Regions from separate parts of the Sus scrofa genome. Here all the other regions are linked to region 2. A link is a contact called in public Hi-C and HiChIP or PLAC-seq data. All regions are on one chromosome and are shown on one strand. The core of a region is the stretch at or near the end of the contact, and the rest is flanking DNA. Distances in the headings are between cores, read along the strand shown. Region 1 has its middle 24 kb from the start of NAIF1. Region 2 holds the start of DPM2 (dolichyl-phosphate mannosyltransferase subunit 2, regulatory). Region 3 holds the start of NAIF1 (nuclear apoptosis-inducing factor 1).

Region 1 (4,435 bases), core at 1,220-3,719, 84 kb before region 2:
AGATAGGCTTTTTGCCAGATATATTATTGCAAAGGTTTTCTCCCAGTCTGCGTATGCATTTTCATGTGTGTAAAAATGCCCCAGATTGCTTTCACACACACTGAGTCTGAGAACCTCTCTTCAATGACAAACAATGCAAATTCAAACAGCAGCAAGAAGGAGTTCCCATTATGCTCAGCGGTAACAAACCCGACTAGTATCCATGAGGACATGGGTTGGATCCCTGGCCTCACTCAGTGGGTTAAGGATTTGGCATTGCCATGAGTTGAGGTGTAGCTTGAAGACCCAGCTCAGCTCTGATCTTGCATTGCCATGGCTGTGGCGTAGGCTGGCATCTGCAGCTCTGATTTGACCCTTAGCCTGGGAGACTCCTTATGCTACGGGTGTGGCCTTAAAAAAAAAAAAAAAAAAAAAGTGGGAGTTCCCGTCGTGGCGCAGTGGTTAACGAATCCGACTAGGAACCATGAGGTTACGGGTTCGGTCCCTGCCCTTGCTCAGTGGGTTAACGATCCGGCGCTGCCGTGAGCTGTGGTGTAGGTTGCAGACGCGGCTCGGATCCCACGTTGCTGTGGCTCTGGTGTAGGCTGGTGGCTACAGCTCCGATTCAACCCCTAGCCTGGGAACCTCCATATGCCGCGGAAGCGGCCCAAGAGATAGCAACAACAACAACAACAACAACAACAAAAGACAAAAAAAAAAAAAAAAAAAGTGGACATTGGTGCAAAACCCTAGAAGGACGATTTGCTGATAGTTCATCAAAACCTTTAAATGCAGGTTCTTTGACTCAGCGGTTTCCTTTGACTCGGTGAGTTCTAGTCTAAGAATTTTTCTGGAAAAAATAAACAATAGCATTTAAGTAGTCTGCCCCAGGATCTTTGGTCTCGGGATTGTGCTGACGGGAGGGGGCTGCAGACATGCCTGGCTGGCCAGCCCAGGATCTTGGTTCTGTGCCCTGTGTGCTCCGAGCCCTGGATGGAAGCCTAGAGGGACGGGGAGGTCAGCAGAGGCTGGAACCTGACCGGTTCCCAGCAGGGTGGTGCGAGGAGAGTGCGGGGCAGGTCTCACCCGACTGCATCGGGGTCTGGGTCCACACTGAGCCTGGCCTGGCCTGGGAGTCAGGTTCTAACCAGCCACCACCAGTGCAGACTCGGAACAGGGGACACTTGGCTGACACGGCTACCTGGGACCTACAAAGGACAGCCATTTGCTCTCCAAACACCAGTAGTTTCTTTGCAACGGAGGGAGGTGGGGCCTTGGCTGGAGCCTGGAGACCTGGGCTCTAGATTAGCCCTGTCCCAATGTGCCCTGTAGCCCCAGGCTCCTCGGCTGGACAGTGAACAGGTGGATCAGGTAGTTAGCCTCCTCTGGCCCCTCCAGCGAAGATTCAAAGCTTGGGTGTTTGAACCAGCCAGACCTGAGTTCCAGTTCCAGCTCCATCAGTGGGACTCGGCGTGGTATTTAGGCTCTTTGTACTTCAGTTTCTATCTCAAATTAAAACCCTGCAGGAGTTCCCGTTGTGACTCAGTGGGTTAAGAACCTGACGAGTATCCAAGAGGATGTGAGTTGGATCCCTGGCCTTGATCAGTGCATTAAGGATCCAGCGTTGCCGAGAGCTGTGGTGTAGCTCACATGTGTGGCTCGGCTCTGGCGTTGCTGTGGCTGTGGTGCTACAGCTCCAATTCAACTCCTAGCCTGGAACCTTCCATAGCCCCGAGTGTGGCCTTAAAAAGACAAAAAAAAAAAAAAAAAAAAAGACATGACACCATAAAACTCCTAGAAGAGAACATAAGGAAAACATTCTCTGACGTAAACCATATAAAAGTTTTCTTAGGTCAGTCTCCCAAGGCAATAGAAATAAAAACAAAAATAAACAAATGAGACCTAGGCAAATTTTCAGGCTTTTGCACAGCAAAGGAAACCATTTTAAAAAAAGAAAAAGTAAAAGGGAGTTGCCGTCGTGGTGCAGCGGAAACGAATCCGACAAGGAACCATGAGGAGGCGGGTTCGATCCCTGGCCTCACTCAGTGGGTTAGGGATCCGGCGTTGCCGTGAGCTGTGGTGTAGGTCGCAGACGTGGCTCGGATCCCGCGTTGCTGTGGCTCTGGCGTAGGCCGGCAGCTACAGCTCCGATTGGACCCCTAGCCTGGGAACCTCCATATGCCGCGGGAGCGGCCCAAGAAATGGCAAAAAAAAAAAAAAAGACAAAAAAAATAAAACTAGAATAAAATAAAAATAAAAAAATAGTAGTGTATTCAATAAGTATAAGAATAAAATAAAATATCTAAGTGATAAGAAGGTGTTGCGTTCTATTTTACTTGATAGTGCTGGAGACCGTTGTAGGGCGCAGAGCTGGGGGCGGCCACAGGAGGGCGCTCTGTTCACGGGCGCCTTTCCAGCCTAGAATGAGGAATCCAGGCCGGGAGAACCCGCGTGGTGTGTTGTTCTCCATGTGTCCTGTAGGTGGGGCTAGACAACCACAGTCAGGCGCAGGCCTGGGCACAACACTAGGCGTCCCAGACCGCAGGCTGGGGATGGGTGAGGCTGGAGGGCTACCTCAGGAGTGTCCAGTCCTGGAGGGGAGCGGGCTCTTCCGCAGCCCCAGGGAGAAGCCATGACCAGTTCTACCAGCCCGTCAAGCCCAGAGGCGGTGCTGGGTGTGGAGAGAGCTTAGGACCGAAGTCAGAGGCCCTGCCCTGCCTGGGCAGCTGTGTGCTTCTGACTCCCCTTCCTTTTCTCGCCTCAGTCGCCCTCTCATGCCGGGAGAGTGTGAGAGCCTGTCAAACCTGACCCCTGACAATAAAGGTCTGAAGTGGCTGAAAGTCCTCTGCCAGCTGCGCAGAAGAGCCCTGGTTTCCTGTGAAGCCCCAATCCCAGAACAGCCCTCTCCTTGTCTGACCTTGTCACCTGCCCCTGAGGTCACAGTGCTTCCCTTATTCCCTGGATTGAGAAACAGAGGCCCATGGGAGTTAAATGACTTTCCCAAGGCTACAGTGAGTGGTTGGAGCCAGGTGTGAAAGGCAGATCTGTTTGCTCCTTCCACCTTCTCCATCTGACCTGCTGCAATTGAAGGGGATACGGTGCAGGGGGGAGGGAATTTCCCACTGAAGAAACTGAGCTAAGAGAAATTCCTTGGTAAGAAGATGGATTACTCATACATGCCTAGGAGTTCCCGCTGTGGCACAGTGGGTTAAGAATCCAACTGTAGGAGTTCCTGCTGTGGCACGATGGGATTGGCAGTGTCTTGGGAGCACTGGGACACAGGTTTGATCCCTGGCCCAGCACAGTGGGCTAAGGATCTGGCGTTGCCATAGCTGCAGCTTAGGTTGCAACTGCGGCTTGGATCTGATCTCTGGCCTAGGAGCTCCATATGCCGTGGGGGGGGGGGCAATAAAAGAAAAAAAAGGCTGCAGCTGTAGCATGAATTAAGGATCTAGCGTTGCCGCAAAGCTGCAGTGTAGGTTGCAGATGTGGCTCGGATCTGGTGTTGCTGTGGCTGCGGCATAGGCCACAGCTGCAGCTCCGATTTGACCCCTAGTCCAGGAACTTCCATATGTTGCTGGCGTGGCCATAGAAGCACACTGATTTTCTTTTTTAGAAAGGACATGAAAAGCACAAACTATAAAAGAAAAACAATAAGTTAAACTCTTAACTTTTAAAATCTTTGCCTTTCAAAGGTTGTCATTAAGAGAATAAAGAGGCAAGCCGCAGACTGGGAGAAAAGTATTTGCCATATATACCTCTGACAAAGGACGTGTAACCAGGGAGTTACCGCTGTGGCACAGTGGGTTAAGGATCCAGAGGTGCCACAATTGTCAGAGGTCATGGCTGTGGCTTGGATTCGATCCCTGGCCAGGGAATGGCCACATGCTGCAGGTGCAGCTAATAAAGAAAACAACGAAAAAGGACTTGTATCCAAAATACACAAATCAAGTCTCCAATTCAGTAATAAGACAATCAGCTCAACTTTAAAATGGGCAAAATACTTGAAAAGCTACTTCACCAAAGAAAAAATATTTATATGCATCAATAGCCAATAAACATATGAAAAGATACTCAACATCATTGGTCATAAGAAAAGTACAAATTAAAACCACAATGAGGTCCCACTGTAGGACCGTTGGAATGGCTAATTTTTTGTTTCTTGTGACAGCCACACCTGCAGCATATGGAAGTCCCCTGAGCTGGGGCCAAGTAGGAGCTGCAGCTGCCGGCCTACGCCATAGACACAGCCACGACAATGCCAGATCTGAGCTGCATCTGTGCAGCTCACAGCAACATTGGATCCTTAACTCACTGAGCAAAGATAGGGACTGAACCCACATCCTCATGGATACTAGTTGGGTTCTTAACCCACTGAGCCACAACAGGAGCTCCAGAATGGCTAAATTTTATTTTATTTTTTTGTCTTTTTAGGGCTGCACCTGCAGCACATAGA
Region 2 (4,629 bases), core at 526-3,025:
CCGGTCAGAAGGCCTGTCTGGGCTGTGGCACACACGGGACCCGAGAGGCAGAGGGGAGGGAGGATCCCCACCCCGGCCTCATTCCTGCAGTGAAGAGCGGCTCGCCAGAGAAGCTTGGCAACGGTAAAGGGGTGCCCTCACAGCCAATCAAAACCAGCCCCATCCCAGCAACTCAAGCCAGACCCTCCTCCTCCCACTCCAGGCTGGTGAATCTTTTTTTTTCTTTCTTTTTTTTTTTTTTTTTTGCAAGCAAGCAAAGTCTTTATTACAGGAAAGCAAACAGCTCCCAGGACAGCTGGGAAGGGCAAGAAGAGCCCCACTCTCTATTGGGGTTTTTATCCCTTAAAGATGGGGGGGGGGTAACCAACGTGAGGTCCAGAAAGCTGTGGTTTTCTCCCATTGGCCTTGCCCAGTTCAGTCCTTGTCCAATAGGGTCTTAGGGGTGGAAATGTCCCGTAAGTCCCATGGTGTCTTTGCCCTTCTCTTCCCGTAGCCTGAGTCAGGGGGCTTTGAGATTAATGTCCGTCTGGGCGTAGGTACACTCCCTGGAGGAAACAAGGCATGTGGGGATGTTACTCCCTGGAGCCCTTTAGCCGCAAATGTTAATCAATAGACATATCCAAGAATGCATCGAAGCCCAAGCTCCTAACACTGACTACCTGAGTGACTATTCTGCCTCAGTGCCCCCCCCCCCTGCCCCCAGAGTTGGAGACTTTAACTTTGGAGGCGGGGGGACAATGACCGACTGCTCTGACTGCTTCCTGCTGACAAGGGGTGTCCTTAGGGAAAGTGGTTAGGTCTCCACTCATGGCACGGTCGGTTGAGTGGGCTTCAATACATTACCTTGGGTACCCTTTCTTTCACTATCTGTAGGTTGATAGCTTTTAATCAGGACATAACAAAGCAAGACCTACAATTAATTATCTAGGGTCCAAATAAAAGGCTCAAGATCACAATGATGACTATGGTGAACAAATATTTCCATCAGGAGGAGGAGGAGGTCAACCCGTTCCAGAGGGCAGCTCTAAAAGCTGGATGGAGCTGGATCAGACATCTCACGAATCTGCTGCCGGAGATCTCGCAGGGAATCAGACACGTTCTGCGAATAATCAGGAATATAGGCACAACATTCAGATTTTATGACAGCACGGGTACCTCCTTGGCCTGCACTGAGTATGTCTAAGGCCATTCGGTTTTGCAGCACTACTTTTCTTATTTGTTTTTGTTCCATATTTAGGGTAGGAATAGCTTCTGCAGTATCATTAAGAGATTGTGGAGTAAAATTAGTTAAGGCTTCCACCCTCAGCATTATCCGGTGAACGTTTGTCTGCACCCTACCCTCAACAGAAGAGTTGGGGCCACCACACCAGGAAGTAGCGCCCTCGGGTTCTGGAGTCGGCTGCACCCTCTACTCGGATTGTGATCTTCAAGTGCTTGCCTCTTTCTGAGCCTCATTTTCCCCGTCTCAAATATGGGACTTTCGACCCCCCACCCCATCCCGCTCTGGCCTTGGGACTCGGATATTGAGATGGGGTTTTTTTCTGGGTCGAGTTCGACCCGACTGAGACCATAAATGCAGCCTATCTGGGTTCCCCACTGGGTCCCATTTCCCAGGGTGATTCGGAAACACGGCCCACAATACTCTTGAAAACTACATTTCCCGAAATGCAAAGGGGAGGCGGTGCCTGCCTGTCTTGGGCGACGTAGTCCTGGGACTGCCTAAAGACTACGACTCCCGACGGGCCCCGCGGCCCAAGGCCAGGAGGGCCCGGATGCGGAACCGGATGTGGCTTACGGCTCCGGTGCCTGGAGCGCTGGGGAAATGGTGAGCTTGGGGCTGGGAGTCCTGGGAATGAGGGCGTCTGGGTGTGGGGTCCTAGGTCTACTCAGAAGCTGAGGCTTGAGCTCTCGGGAGCCGGGATCACTCTCCCGCCGGCCCATCGTACGGGTGGTAGGTCTTTAGCCTGCACTCTGTCTCAAGCCAGGAAATGGAAACCTCGTCAGCCACGTCGGATACGCCTGCTGAGTGAATGGGCGTAATCAGGCGGCAACTCCCCCCTCCGTTAGTGCACCTAAATGGAGGGTCACTTCCTCAGTTGAGCTTTCCCTTTTCTCCAGGCCACAGGGACAGACCAGGTGGTGGGACTCGGCCTCGTCGCCGTTAGCCTGATCATCTTCACGTACTACACCACCTGGGTGATTCTGTTGGTATGTGTGCTTCCTCGTCCGCTCTCACCTCCTATCCCTAGATCTTGAAGCCAACTCCTAACATTTAAGCACGTGACAGGCCTACCTGCCCATGTAATGAAAGCGTCAGAGCAGCAGTAGGAGGACGACACTAGCGGTGTCCCCATTGTATAGATGACGAAGCCGAGGCTCAAGGAGAAGGTTCAGACCTAAGGTAGAATCCTGAACCACTACACTGTAAGGTCCTGTGCCTTTAATGGGAGTTCTAGTCCTTCTGGTTATCCTGCGGGCTCCTGGGCATGACAAGTGCCAATGGGTTTTGTGAGGGTCTTTGGGATATCCCCCCCCCCCCCGGTGGAAAAATGTGTTAAAATGTGCAGTGTGTTTGGGAATCAAAATCTTTTTTTTTTTTTTTTTTTTTTTGCCTTTCTAGGGCCGCTCCCGTGGCATGTGGAGGTTCCCAGGCTAGGGATCGAATCGGAGCTGTAGCTGCCGGCCTACACCAGAGCCATAGCAACGTGGGATCCAAGCGGCATCTGCAACCTATACCACAGCTCATGGCAACGCCGGATCCTTAACCCACTGAGCAAGGCCAAGGATGGAACCCACAACCTCATGGTTCCTCGTCGGATTCGTTAACCACTGAGCCACGACAGGAACTCTGGGAAGCAAAATCTTGCAGAACTTGATGTTCTTTGGGAGAAAAATCTTAGTAAAGAAAACTTTTGTGGAGTTCCCGTCATGGCGCAGTGGAAACGAATCCAACTAGGAACCATGAGGTTGCGGGTTCAGTCCCTGGCCTTGCTCAGTGGGTTAAGGATCCGGCATTGCCATGAGCAGTGGTGTAGGTTGCAGATGCGGCTCAAATCCCGCATTTCTGTGGCTGTAATGTAGGCTGGCAGCTGTAGCTGCGATTCCACCACTAGCCTGGGGACCTCCATATGCCGAGGGTGCAGCCCTAAAAAGCAAAACAAAAACAAAAACAAAAGATCTTGGAGCCCAGATTGGGATTCCTCATGTACCCTTTGCCCCTGCTAAGCTGTGGGGGACTTAAGCCAGGTCCCCAGCAGCAGCTTAGAGCAGGCACCAGGGAAGTACCTAGTATACCACTTGTAGAAAAATGAAGGAAGGGAACCAACCAAAGCACCCAAGATGCCATCATCTTAAAGAAAAGCAAATGCAGCCCCAGCGCTTTGACGGGGTCAGCCCCTGAGACAGAGGAGGTGGGATGTTTGGGCTTGGGGCGCTCAGCAGAGCCAGGCATGCTCACCGGAGCTCTGCCCTTGTGCCAGCCATTCATTGACAGTCAGCATGTCATCCACAAGTATTTCCTGCCCCGGGCCTATGCTGTTGCTATCCCGCTGGCCGCCGGCCTCCTGCTGCTCCTCTTTGTGGGTAAGTTCTCCCAACCCTGGGCGGGGTGTCTGAGGGACCCCATGACCCTCTCCTACACCTGAACATGCGGCTGTACTTTGGCCCCTGCGGTACACCTGCTGGAGGCTCCTTGCCCTCAGTTCACCCCCTGGGGTTTCCGTGTTCATCCCTCAGGGCTGCAGGCTTCTCGATCCTCAGGCTCACTGGACTCTAATGGGGTGTCTCCTTGTTTCCTGCTCCTTCCACCACCATCACCCCTCACCCCCTTGTCACTTTGGCCTCTGATTCCTGCACCCCTCTGACTCCCAGGGTTTAGTGTGTGGGCTTCCTAAGGCCAAAGACTGTATCTTCATCATTACTGTGTCCTCAGTGCCCAGCACATGCTGTGGCACTGAGTTGGTGCTCAAAAAAGTCATTTGAGTGAGTCAGCAATCAGGTGTCTGGATGATGGGGTAGGTGGATGGTAGGTGCTGAGTGGGCAGCTGGGGAGGTAGGTGGCCAGATGGTTGACTAGCTGAGTCGATGGATGGTTGGGTGGATCTTATTCCCTGTAAAATCGGAAACACAAATCCAGCAGGTGGCCTGTGGTCAGCCCTCGGCTGATGTTTGTTGAATGAATATAGGTGGGGGTGTGGCTTAGCGAGCCACTTGGGAGATGACCGGGGGAACCTGGAGGGTGGCTGGGTCGGTGCCTGGCCCCGCCTGCGGGTCCCTCTGTCATGCTCTGTCCTGCTCCGGCCTCCCAGCAGCCCTGAGCCAGGACCTTAACTGGCCTTTCTGGCCCGTGTGTTCCAGGAGTGTTCATCACCTCCGTGATGCTGAAGAGCCAGAAGGTGACCAAAAAGGCTCAGTGAGGGCCTGGCCGATATAAGGCTGCGGCCCTTTCCGTTTCTTCGCCAGGGCAGACCCAGGCGGGGGGCCCACAGGACCCATCCAGGCCCTGAGGCCCCCCTCAAGCCCAGCTGCCCTGAAGGCCCCCCCCGGCCCAAGGGGGACGGAGCTGTTCAGGACTCGCCCCCCAACTGCCCAGAGCCCCTCCCCTCCCCTCCTCCCCCTTCCAGAAGCCAG
Region 3 (4,115 bases), core at 1,349-3,848, 110 kb before region 2:
GCATTCGTCACAGGACTAGCTCTTGGGCTCCTTCGCAGGGAGTAAATGAATCAAATGGATTCTCCCCAATCTCTCAAAGCTGTATAATTTCACATTCACAAGCTGAAGGAGTTGTAGAAATAGTCAGAGTCCATATTAAAGCCACACACCAGATGATAGAACTTAGCCACAGAGTTAAAGATTTTAGAGCCAATGTGGCCCCAAGAGGCTAGGCTCCCTTTGGTTAATCCAAAAGGTTTCCTTTCAACCTTGGAAAGGAAAACCACCACTTCTCCCTATTTGCCCTTAGACACTTACTGCCAAAAACAAAACCCAAAAACTGGATTTGGACCAGTATCAAATGTGCCATGGAGGGAGTTCCCATTGTGGCGCAGCAGAAATGAATCTGACTCGTAACCATGAGGTTGCGGGTTCGATCCCTGGCCTCGCTCAGTGGGTTAAGGATTCAGCGTTGCGGTGGCTATGGTATAGCCTGGAAGCTACAGTTCTGATGCTACCCCTAACTTGGGAATCTCCATATGCCGCGGGCGAGGCCCTAAAGAACCAACAAAACAAACAAAACAGAAAACCAAATGTGTCATGGATCGAGGGAACACTGGAACACCAGATGAGGCACAAAGCATGGTGTATACACTCCTGAAGCCAGATGCACAGATGTGCCCGGTGGCAAGGTGGCAAACACCAGGTGGCCACATTCATGAAAGCAGTAAGGGTCACCCAGGCACAGGCACACACCTCCCTCAGCCAAAAGGCACAGGCCCTCTGAGTTTAGCCATCCTGTCTTTCCAAGTGACTTACTCATCAGTTATGGATTGGAAAATATCCAGCTCACAACAACATTCTGCATAAAACTTGTGTTCGAAGATTTTTTCTGTTTTTTTTTTTTTAAACTTGTCTCTCTGCTCCCGGACTTAACCCAGTGATTCTCTCTTGCACAGGGTTACCCTTGGTCTCCTAGGCTGATCCTGAGTAGGTTATACATCTTGGATGTTGAGCCAAGATATTTTGGACATGAGTTTAAAACACTTCACGTTAAACTACCCAGTCCATAAATTGGTTGAATTCACAGGGATTGGACCAGATGTTTCCCCACTCTTAGCTCTGAGAGATTCTCTAATTGCGCTGTGTATAAACAGACCAAAGGAACAAACTTCGAAGAGAAACAGGTTACTAGGTAAAGGGCTCATTAGTTTTCCTCCAGGTTTATAAATCGGGCTAAGCCATAATAGATGAACCATGTGGAAAAGGACAGCCACAGCTACAAAGTCAGATGGAGAAACATACCATGAGAGACAGAAGGGAGAGAAACAGCCTCTGCTTGAGGTTTTTAATACTGAAAGGACAGCACTTCTTGTCTGCCCTTCCTCCTTGGCTGGGAGCCTATTGGAGGACAAGAGTAACAATACCCCCTCCTGGGTGGGTCACACTTTCACTTTTAGGAAGGATTTCCCCCTAATTCTTTCATTCTAATCTGCAACCCTGTAAGAGATCACAATTCCATCTTCTGAATCAGCGTGTCCACGGGATGGCTCTAACTCCTGAGAATCATCAGTTCTCAACACCCCCAGATTCATCAGAAACCCCAGTTTCTTTTTTTTTTTCTAACTTCCACATGCTTCTGAGAGGAACCAGATCAGGGCCCACAGGCGGCATGGAAGGGAGCGGGAGAGGCGAGTGAGGGGTGTCCCTGGAGGAGGATGGATGAAACCATTAATGAAGGGTAGAGGGGAGCATCAAAGCTTACTCTTGAGGTCAGAAGGTGACATAAGGCAAACTTTTGAGATTTGACCTTCTACTTTGGGGAAAGCCCGACCAGAAAGGGGCTTTTCTACCATCAGAATGTCCAGAGAGTGCCCACCTGTAGCCAGGAGAGCCTTTCCTCCTGGCCCAAGAGCCCACAGAGGTCAAGAAGGAGCTCCACTCCCACCAGAAAATGGGGTGCCATCTGTCACCAGGGGGTCCCAGCCCACCCGAGAGGTCATCCACCAAGACAACCAAGCTCCAAGGGATTGCCCAAGAAGGCGATGGTGCAGACCAGACCTGTCACCTGGACCTCCCGAAGGTGCTGGGGAACGAAGGGAGTCCCCTCCCCGCCCACGCGGACAGAGCTCATTGCCTACCTGGAGCTCGCCCTCAGTGCGGTGCAGTCCCAGGCGCCGAAGCCCCACTGCTAAGTCGTTGACACACAAGCCGCCGTCGCGGTTGACGTCGAGAGTCTGGAAGAGGCTCCACAGGCGCAGCTGGTGGTCCGGCCCCCGCAGACGGCGCCGCCGCACGGGTCTACAGACGCCGGCGACGAGGCGGACGAAGAGGCGGTGGCGGCGGCGTCCGGCGGCGGGGAAGCCACGCAGCGGCACAACACACTGCTCACCATCGGGCGCGAGGCAAGGGCAACGGGCCGGCGGGGAGAGCACGAAAGATACGCGGGTGTCCCCAGACACTGAGCGCGGGCTCAGGGATGCCGGCAAGCTGGCCGGATGGGCGGCTTCCGGGAGCCCGGCCCCGCCTCTTGCCGCCTGGATGGTCACGCCCCTAGGCACGACGCCCGCCACTCATAGACCGGACGGCCACCTAGAGAGGCGGAGCCTCCCCAAGAACTGCCCACGCGGCCCTGGACTTACCCAGATCAATGGAGAGGGCGGGCGATCTCTGCTCAGCCAGGGGCCGATTCAAACTGAGGGAGGTGGGGATTGGCTGGGTCCGGCCGAGAGAGGAAGTCACGCTGTGATAGGCACAAGTCTTGTGATTGGCAGGCAGAAGGCCCCGTGTCATATTTCCATTGAGAAACGTGGTTTAGATGAAGGAATCGTAAAGATTGGAGGAGCTGTCCTATTCGTAGAGATTGTAATATCCGGTGAGAAGTAGGATTTACGTGAGGAGCAACTGTGAGATGCGCTTGCAAGGCAGAATTTGCGCACCTGGATGGAATTAAAAATTAATTGGCCAACATCTCAGGCCGCAAGCACTAGAGATCCTCAGGAGGCCGAGTTTTGGTAATCTAACTCCCTAAACCACAAATAAAAGAGCTGAATTTAACGGCGCAAAACTCGTAAAACTGATGATTGAACGACATGACTATTTTCCAATGGAAATGAATTAAGGCTAGGTTGGGTGGCGCGCTCCGTAGCGACAGACACGCCTTTAGACCAATCATCAGGCCAATTTCAGTAAATAGGCGGGCCCTTGGTTGAATGACAGATGGAAAGAACCAGTGAGCGACGTAATCTGTGAGCCTCGGCCAACCGGGAGGGTGGGTCCCCTGGAGAAGCTCTGGGAGGCGGGAAGAGGGGAAGTGGGCGGATCTCCGCACATCCCGGCGGAAGAGGCAGATTCAGGAAGCCATTACGCAGCTGGCTGGCAGCGGCTGAGCGAGTCGGAGCTGGGCCCTACGCAGTTTGCGTAACGAGGGGGGTTACCAAAGGCCTGGTGCTTGGCCTTGGACAAGCCCAGCCTATCCTCTGTAGGAGGGGGTGGGTGAGGAGCGAGGCTAAGGGAGAAGAGAAGGGGAATTTGGGCGGGTAGGGGATTATAATTTATTTAAAAGGCGGGGTGGGGAGAGGCCATGGCTGTCCCAGCCAAGAAGAGGAAGATGAACTTCTCTGAGCGAGAGGTGGAGATCATCGTGGAGGAGTTGGAATTGAAGAAGCACCTGCTGGTGAACCACTTCAACGCCGGGGTCCCTCTGGCTGCCAAGAGCGCAGCGTGGCATGGCATCCTGAGAAGGGTCAATGCCGTGGCCACCTGCCGCAGGGAGCTGCCCGAGGTCAAGAAAAAGTGGTCTGATCTCAAGACCGAGGTCCGTCGCAAGGTTGCCCAGGTCCGGGCGGCTGTGGAGGGTGGTGAGGCCCCAGGGCCCACTGAGGACGACGGAGCCGGTGGGCCTGGGACAGGTGGTGGCAGTGGCGGTGGTGGCCCAGCTGTAGCCCCGTACTGCTCACCCCCATGCAACAACGCATCTGCAACCTCCTGGGCGAGGCCACCATCATCAGCCTGCCCAGTACCACAGAGATCCACCCCGTGGCCCTTGGACCCACAGCCACTGCAGCCGCAGCCACAGTCACCCTGACACAGAGTGAGTGACCTCTCCCGCCCAGTCTGGCGAGCCTAAATGGGAA

What was found. Hi-C and Micro-C count contacts between places; a contact is called where the count stands out from the background. HiChIP or PLAC-seq counts read pairs in DNA pulled down with a chosen protein or histone mark.
Region 1: a Hi-C map of embryonic fibroblasts shows a contact between it and region 2, with 14 times the contacts expected there. The contact joins the enhancer-like site here to the promoter of DPM2 in region 2. A contact is called at or near these places in 5 of 5 promoter capture datasets (fetal liver, fetal skeletal muscle, liver and 1 more), 32 of 47 Hi-C or Micro-C datasets (adipose tissue, alveolar macrophages, blood and 16 more) and 2 of 2 datasets of contacts at active chromatin or transcription factors (alveolar macrophages and skeletal muscle).
Region 3: an H3K27ac HiChIP or PLAC-seq map of alveolar macrophages shows a contact between it and region 2. The contact joins the promoter of NAIF1 here to the promoter of DPM2 in region 2. A contact is called at or near these places in 1 of 5 promoter capture datasets (skeletal muscle), 1 of 47 Hi-C or Micro-C datasets (liver) and 2 of 2 datasets of contacts at active chromatin or transcription factors (alveolar macrophages and skeletal muscle).

What each region holds. Positions count from the first base shown.
Region 1 is chr1:268,505,460-268,509,894 of Sscrofa11.1, reverse strand. No RefSeq gene overlaps it. Among named protein-coding and RNA genes, the nearest start is that of NAIF1, 24 kb to the left of the region's middle. Within about 2 kb of position 2,469, at least 28 of the 83 cell types and tissues checked have an H3K27ac peak or open chromatin away from gene starts, as enhancers often do. A contact at or near this core is called in alveolar macrophages, embryonic fibroblasts, fetal liver and 4 more, where this site is marked.
Region 2 is chr1:268,420,703-268,425,331 of Sscrofa11.1, reverse strand. It overlaps DPM2 (dolichyl-phosphate mannosyltransferase subunit 2, regulatory), which reads left to right and starts at 1,775. Exons shown (of 4, transcript NM_001244059.1): 1 at 1,775-1,825; 2 at 2,119-2,208; 3 at 3,480-3,582; 4 at 4,357-4,629. The coding sequence starts at 1,823. The coding sequence ends at 4,415.
Region 3 is chr1:268,530,011-268,534,125 of Sscrofa11.1, reverse strand. It overlaps NAIF1 (nuclear apoptosis-inducing factor 1), which reads left to right and starts at 2,598. Exons shown (of 5, transcript XM_003480616.4): 1 at 2,598-3,920; 2 at 3,923-4,072. The coding sequence starts at 3,563. It overlaps SLC25A25 (solute carrier family 25 member 25), which reads right to left and starts at 2,374. Exons shown (of 11, transcript NM_001164510.1): 1 at 2,253-2,374; 2 at 2,121-2,250. The coding sequence starts at 2,374.